Regions from separate parts of the Gossypium hirsutum genome. Here region 1 is linked to region 2. Evidence: chromatin contacts called from public Hi-C data. All regions are on one chromosome and are shown on one strand. Each heading gives the region's core, a stretch centred on a gene start, on an enhancer-like site or on the middle of the called end of the contact. The rest is flanking DNA. Distances are from core to core; before and after follow the strand shown.

The links. A called contact is a pair of places that touch in the nucleus more often than the background predicts.
Region 1: a Hi-C map of leaf shows a contact between it and region 2, with 4 times the contacts expected there. The contact joins the promoter of LOC107925120 here to the promoter of LOC121224096 in region 2. A contact is called at or near these places in 4 of 34 Hi-C or Micro-C datasets (all in leaf).

The regions. Positions count from the first base shown.
Region 1 is chrD12:30,705,269-30,709,749 of Gossypium_hirsutum_v2.1, reverse strand. LOC107925120 (F-box protein At5g67140) reads left to right here and starts at 2,741. Exons shown (of 5, transcript XM_016855694.2): 1 at 2,741-3,097; 2 at 3,200-3,346; 3 at 3,419-3,554; 4 at 3,638-3,736; 5 at 3,825-4,123. The coding sequence starts at 3,009. The coding sequence ends at 4,040. It also overlaps the pseudogene LOC121224493.
Region 2 is chrD12:30,300,975-30,305,058 of Gossypium_hirsutum_v2.1, reverse strand. It overlaps LOC121224096, which reads right to left and starts at 1,676. Exons shown (of 7, transcript XR_005921586.1): 1 at 1,353-1,676; 2 at 1,175-1,273; 3 at 941-1,093.

The DNA.
Region 1 (4,481 bases), core at 1,492-3,991, 400 kb before region 2:
GAAAATGTTGTAATTTCAATGAACAAAGTGAGTTTCTATACTTCCTGAAGATTTTCAGAAAATTAGGAAACATAAAATCTTAAGCACATATGACAAACTCTTTGAAATTCATAAGAAGGTCTGTAACTTCTCTGGCGTAGCCATTGGTATTGATTCCTCTAGATGAGCTGACAAGGACATTACCACCTGCCAATACTATCTTCAAACAAGGCTTTTCTTATGGGCTTAACCCCGTCTAACGTGATCGCAAGCTTCCCTGTAGCTAGGAAGAGTATGCCTCATGACGAATTTTTCGTAAGTGCCAACACGGGTTGAGCAACCCTTTTGACGTTTTGATCGAGACCTGCCATAGCCGCAGACCCTATCTTGATCCCTTTAGTTCACCTTTATTTCCATATAGATTTGTTACCTAACTTCAATAGAGATCAGCTCTTTGACATGACTATTTGATTCCCTTTTTTAGGATTGGGTCTCTTTCTGTATCCCTTGTCTACGAACTCATTAAGTTATTTGGCTAAATGAATCAACACCCTCACTTACTTGGTGGACTCGCTGCACCAACCATATAGGTTAGGTACTACTTGTTGACTCACCTACTATACTCAATATTACATTCCTCGCTCAACCGCCAGCGAACTAAAATGACGGATACCCCTTTCCTGGATTAAGGTACCATTCCTATTCCTTCTACTTTGATAAGATCACATATATATACACAAAAATCTCTCTCTTCGTCACAAATTGGCAGAATCCCTTATTATCAATCTTACCTGCATTCTCGGATACTTTTACCAGCTATTCTCCTATTCATAGCTTGGCGGATTCTCTTACCATATCGATTATTCATGTTCCCAGACGACCGTACCTGTCCAACCGTACTACTCTCCGCACGAGTCTTACCATGATCTCCTATTTTTCCTTGCTCAATAGCTTCCTGGTTCATTAACCTGGCAAACTTTATTTGACACCATAGCCCAACTATGGTATTACACAATGTATCCTTATGTTTAACGTCCTAACGGGCTCTATTGGTTGTCATAGTTGAGCTATGATAGTATTTGAGGAAATAAGGCTAAAAGATTAAAGGAAGAGAAAGATGAGTGGATGAAAGAAGAAAGCCTTGGTCGGAGATAGTGGCTAATGTCGAAAAAACAAGACTCGTCGATATTACAAAATATGAGAGAAAAGTACAATAACCACAAGAGCTTTTACGTATACATTAGGTTATGTTGAGTACATAAGATAATGAGAATGGTATGGATGAGGGTAGTGGCAGAGCCAAAAAGGGGTTGACAAGGGCCCTGGCCCCCCTAAAATGGAAAATTTTCTATTTAGGCCCTTTATAATTTATAAAATTTTAAATTAGTAATGTAAAATTGTACTTTGGCCCCCAAAAATAATAAAAAAATAATTTAATCCTTTAAAAATTATAAAGATATAGACTATTAAAATGATGAAATTACATTTTTACTATTGTAAAAATATACAATTTAATTTCGTCCCCCAAAAAATTTCTAACTCCACCACTGGACGAGGGTGATTTATTTGGTTGTAGTAATTGCTATGGGACATGTCCATAATACTTAAATAAGGTCCTTTGGCGGCTACCAAAAACCATATTTGTAGGCATTCCCGTTTAAGTTTGTGTGTAGAAAAAAGATTGAGGTTCACATGATATGGTGTAGGTGTTGGATGAATCATTTTTATATTTATAATTAGTTATATTAAGAAAATTTATTTAATACATCATTAGTGGAGTCATGTAGGGTTTGATAAATATATTATAGAGAATAGAGTGTAATAAAAATAAAAAAATTAATTATATAAATATATATATATATGACACTTATGGCACTTTAAATTCGCTTGTGAAATCTAAAAAATTTTATTGACGGTATATCAAATAATTATCCTTATATTAAATTTATAAAAATATTTTAATTTCTAATTTCTCTTTTTATATATATATAAATAAATGCAGAAAATACATAAGATTGTTATTATAATTTAAATTGATATTCTAATAAAAAGTTATAAAAATATTGAAATGATTTATATTTATATTTTGATAATACTTTTTTATTTTTTAAACAATAAACTGAAACACACTTTTTTTTTCTTCTTATACTTTCTTTTTTATTTGTTTAAAAATAAATATAAAAAACAGGTCATGCGGTAAAATGGATAGCGTATTTAACAAACCTTTTAAACAAATTTTATATTTATATAATATTTATTATTAATTAATTCATATTATTTTATTATTTATTATATATATAGAGAGAATTTTAAATATGAAAAAAAGCCTAAATTAACTCCTAAAGTTAATTTATTTTTCCAAAAAGAAAATCCTAAAATAAAATTAGAAAAGGAAAAAGAAGCCGATTAGACAAGAAAGGGATGAGGCGGCCCAGGCCATGTGGGAATTACAAAGACATAGGTTAAATGACAGCTAATATGAGAACATAGCCAAGCAAAGGCGCCATCACCAAAGAAATGATATTTGGTTGGTTTAAATATGCTCCCAGTCTCTATATTTTTCACACTTTGGAAATTAGTCCCTTTTTATTTCGAGAAATTTGGTCCTCTACTTGTCTGATTTAAAATCAAAGGTTAATTGATAATTCAACAGTACCAATTAGACCTTGATTTCTAAATAAAAATTAAAGGGGTTGAATTTTTAAAGTTAAAAATGGAGAGACTAAATTTCAAAAGTTCAAAAAAGTATTAAGGATAGAATAGAATTAGACCTATTATTTTTGTCAATCTCTAAAAAGTCCCTACGGTTGAATCCAAATTCCGAATCAAAGAATTAAAATATCATTACCCTCACGATAGATTCATGAAATTATGACATAACAATGACCACATGTTTTTGGGTTATGTCGATCGTATGTATTAAAGTGCCATGTAACTTTCAACTCCCCTTTGTCAGCTTCATTTTAAACTAGTACGAAACCTTAAAAGGAAAATTCCCCAAAAAACAAAAACTGTGTTGTGTAAAGAGAATGGAGGAGGAGGCAGAAATTGATCGGTTGCCGATAGACTTGTTGGCTCATATACTGGTGATGATCACTTCTTTCACCGATTTAGCCCAGTAAGTTTTTGCCTTTTTCCTTTATTTATTATGTTTTGGTGGTAATAGATAGTTATGGATCGGATGGCTTAACTTGATTATGTTATTGTTGTAATATGGTAGGGCAAGTGGGGTTTGTAGGAAATGGAAACAAGGGGTGAAACAGGCTCTGGCTAGAAGACACACCCTGAGTTTTGCTGGTTGTAAAATGGACGATGAGTCCACTTCTCGTCTCGTTCGTCATGCTTATAGCCTCGAAGAACTCGACATGTAATCATTTCTTCCCTGCAACTTTTTTTACAGACAGGCTCCCCCTGTTTCTGAGTCTGCTTTTAATTACAGTTCAAGGAGTCGTTGGGGTTGCCAAATAACTGACAATGGACTATACCAAATCTCATTAGCAAAGTGTGTTAGCAACTTGACATCAGTTTCCCTTTGGGGTATGACAGGGATCACTGATAAAGGTGTTGTTCAATTGGTAAGCCAAAACCCTTTTTTTTTTCCTTGTTTATTTACTCAATCTCCTTAACTTGAATATGATGAAGTTGATTTTCTTAACAGATAACCAGAGCCAATTCCTTGAAACACCTGAATATTGGTGGTACATTTATCACCGATGAATCCTTATCCGCCATTGCCCATAGCTGTCCACATTTAAAGGTGAGTTACCTGTTAGATCGCCCTTTGCTTTTTCCAGAAAATTTGATTGAGATACTGAGTTTTTTCTTCTCTCATTATCTAATCTCAGAGCATCGTGCTATGGAGTTGCCGTCATGTTACAGAAAGTGGGCTGTTTGTTCTTGTCAATAAATGTCGTAAACTAGGGTCGATCAATGTGTGGGGAACTAGAGTTTCCTTAGACTGTTTCATTGGTTTGCTTACTATCCGACCAGCTCTTCAAATAAAACCACAAGGTTTGCCATTAAACGTCGGAGCAGTCGCCACCATGTTACCTGTTGTTTAAGGTGTTCATCCTTCTAGGGATTTCGATTATTGTCATATGAATTTGTTGATTCAATAAATTGAACAGAAGAATCTCTCAAGAAATCTCTTGATTGTGTAATCAAATTCTATGACTCTAACACGCATTCCTCGATAAGCCAGGACCCAAAATTTTACATAGCAACATATATTATAAGCCCTCCTAAAGGTGTAGATGACTCGATTTTATCCTGAAAACTATCTATTCTAGAAAAATAATGAAATTATCCATGGAAATAAAAACAAGGCAATAATAAAGTGATTAGGATGATAGACTGTTGAAGTGGATGTTGAGAGCTGAACAGGTCCGGAAAAGCTTCCGACAGAATTTGTCATTGGGCTCGGTGTAGGCATTGAAATGTTCTTACAAGATCCAAAGGGTGCCCCAGCCTACATGAGAACAAAACAGAGATTTCAACAAATT
Region 2 (4,084 bases), core at 427-2,926:
TTCTAATATTATTAAATATATGTGTATATATATATAAAATACAAGAATTGAAGCTTTCAAGATTTAAGAAAACCAAGTGAACGTTGAATGAAGGAGAAAATTTTTATTATTCTTCCATCATCTTTTTATTTTAATTTGTTTTATAACTTTGAATAATATCATTTTTACTACACCTAGCGTGATATTTACTTTCGTGTATTTGACATGGCTTTATAATCTTTTAGTTGTGCCTTTTCAAGCGTGATTTTTGAGAAAATCCTTCTTTTTGGGATTAAACATGAAACCTAATTTGTTCATCTTTTATCAAAATTTGAGGTTTCAAAAAGTTTAAATTCTACTATTTTTCAAATTTTAAACAATAAATGCATTATTATATGTGATTGTAATTTGCTTCAAAATTGAAATTTTAATCTTTAAAAATATATAAATTTAAAATGAGAGACTAAACCTAGCATAATTGAATTTAACCAACTAATTTTATTTGTTATTGTTTGGGTAGAGACTAAAATTATTGTTTTTTGAATTACTCTAATTATTAAAAAATATATTTGTAAATCTTTTTAAATTACATTCTTACTAGTTCGAATTTCAAATTTGCAGGAACGGAAAACTATGCCTAAAGTTGCCATGTGTAAAGCAAGTCAGCTCATGAAGAAATTGCTTGGGGATTTTAATTTTTACCTTTACATTAAGCAAAGAACAAGGTAGAAAAAGTGAACACAATGTTTAAACCATTACAAACCATATCCAATTTCTGTGTTATTCCAGGACCACAACATTTACTATAACATAAGCAAAGTTGGTCAACATCACGTGTTGATCTAACAACCCTCACTTCGATTCGGTTTGGATGAAACAAAGACCTGATCATATGCACATCATTAAACAGATGGCCCTTTTAATTCTTTCTATTTGATAGAATTAAGCCCTAAATGAATACCTGATCATCTTCCAGGGTCGGAATCCAGTCATTAGTTGCTGGGTTGCTTTTGAAGATAGGCTTGCTGATTGCATCCTGCCCACTTTCCAGTTGAATATCATATCCATTTCCTTCACCTCCTTCTTTCATCACTCTTATGAACCCACTTCCTGTCTGTCATCCATAACCAAAAAACAAAACCCAATGAGAAATAAAATCACAAAGACACTGCAGTGTTCAGACAAAAACAACAACCGTGTGATGCTGTTTGTCAATGGAATTCATCTCCCTGTAATACTGTGTCTCCACAAACTCCTCTTGTTCCACTGTAGCTCCCCCCTCTGAGATCTTCGCCTATGAAAGCAAAACAAAGAGCTGACCCCAAAACTTGAAAGACAAAGATGAGGGGGTACAAGGTTAAGGAATTGCGTACCTGAGATTGAGATTGAAGGGACCGTAACTTGTCAAGCTCGGGTATGTTTTGGTCCACATCTGAAGGGGGATTGGAGGATGTCAAATCCGGTTCACTCCGGTTGGGTTTGGTGGGTCGTTTTGGGACCATCGAATCGAACTGAGCTCTGACCTGGTTGGTGATTCGTTGTTGTTGATCCGAGTCCAAAACTTCATCGCTCCGGCTTGGTTTAGTCGCCGTCCATTGACCCACCATCTTGATCTTTAATTATGTTTACTGCTGAGGTTATTGATTGAATGAGAATGAGACTCTTGGTGGTGGAAAGGGTCAGCAACCTAATTAATATAGAGTGAATATAAAAATCGAAACTATGGGCTATAAATACCAGGTACATCTTTCTTACTAGATCAGGCCGAATGTTTAAATTTACCTTTTCTTTTGTAATATCATTTTCATTTGAAAATTAAAAATTTTAAGCAAACGACACCTCATCTTGACAATTGTGAAGGATCTCTTTGATCCTAAACTCTTCTTCAATTTCATCGGTCAAAGCTTCAGCTTCTCCATAGCTATAATTTAAAATTTGTTGAAAAGAGAGAGAGATTGAGGATTTTCATGAGATGAGATTGTGTTTTGTTGTAAATATATATATAATAATTTTAAAAAATATATAAAAATAAAAATATTTATGTATTTATATATTAATTTTTTTAAGAATTAGGATCAAAATGATTAATTGTAATTTTGAGAGTTATGTTTTTAAAATTATGATTAAATCAATATAATAAGTAAAAGTTAATAACTAAATTTGTTATCATATCGATTTTATAACTGTTACGTCATCCTCCAATTTGGTACTTAATGGAAATGGTTCAAAAAAAAACCCGATTAGTTGAGTGACCAATTTAAAAAAACAATTATAGTTAAGTGACAAAAAAAGAAACGTACCCATAGTTGGGTGACCTATAGTGTAGTTTACCCAAAATTTTATAAAATTTCCAGGTGATGACATAATACAAACTTAGAATGTTACATACAATGTTCTAATAGCCGAACCTGTAGTTGAATTAGTCTGACCGTTGGTTCTCGATCCAACCAGTTTGATCGGTTCAACTACTAGACTAAAAATACTTAAATAAATAATTAAAAATTCATAATTTTTTTTAAAAAAATTATTAAACTGGTTCAACCTGTTCAACTACTAGTTTTCGTCCTAATTTTCAATTTTACCAGTTCTGAGCAATTTCTGATTCAATCAATTCAACCTATTTGTTTGGACCAATATAGGGATCGGTTCTCGGTTTAATCGATCCGACCGATCAATCCAGTCATGTTCCAAGAACACTAGTCACATCATCAAATCTTGATGGAATCCAAGTCTAATAGCCGAACCTGTAGTTGAATTAGTCTGACCGTTGGTTCTCGATCCAACCAGTTTGATCGGTTCAACTACTAGACTAAAAATACTTAAATAAATAATTAAAAATTCATAATTTTTTTTAAAAAAATTATTAAACTGGTTCAACCTGTTCAACTACTAGTTTTCGTCCTAATTTTCAATTTTACCAGTTCTGAGCAATTTCTGATTCAATCAATTCAACCTATTTGTTTGGACCAATATAGGGATCGGTTCTCGGTTTAATCGATCCGACCGATCAATCCAGTCATGTTCCAAGAACACTAGTCACATCATCAAATCTTGATGGAATCCAAGTCCATTTAACATAATGAATCTAATTGTCAAGTTTAGGGGCAAATAATTATATTATCCTTTTTTTTAATTTGTTCAACAAATCAACTTATATTCAAGTTTGACATTTTTAATATGCTATTTGTGTTCTTTTATTCATTGTGGTACTTGTATTTTTCAAAAGTTATATATTTAATATTCAAAGATAACGGTGTTAATATTTTACTGGTCAATTGAGTTTTAAGATTAATTTGATGAAAAATAATTGTTAATATTATTATGTTTGATTTTCATGATTTTGTTAATAGAATAAATTAAGTGTTAATTGTGAATTTGTTTATTTTGTTGAATATAATATGATTACCATAACTTTTCAAGTTTCAGGGTAGATTTGATGAAAACTAATTGCTAATATTATATTAGTTAATTATGAATTTTCATTACATCAACCCTAAAGCTCGAATTAAACACTAAAAGGTTAACGTTGTTATTTTCAAGTATCAAAATGTATAACTTACGCGAAATACATGCACCACATTGGACCAAAAAACACATATACCACATTAGAAAAAAAAATTATCAAACTCAGATACCAAATGATATTAAACATTTTGAATTTAATAGAGCATTTTAACCATTTTCTTAGAAATATATATATTTAATAAAAATATTAAACATATAGGTCACATTTTAAATACAAAAAAAACCCTCATTAAATAATTAAAAGAAAACATTTAAGTCTCTAAACAAAAATCGTAATCAATTGAGTCCTTAATCAAAAGTAAAAAATCAATCAAGCCCTTGAAATTTAGTATTTTTTGAAAACCTTTACCGAACCATTACTTATCACCTCTCCTCAATCTATTCTTATCAACTCCTTTCGCATCACCTCTCCTCAACTAAAATCATTACTCATCACTCACTTTATGTAACAGCCCGTTTTCAGTGGAATCAGAACAATGATTTTGAGATCACAAATCTGAGGCTGAAGGAAAATTTATTTTAATATTATTTTTTAGTCTACAGTATGATAGAAATACCGTATGAAAATTCCGATAAGAAA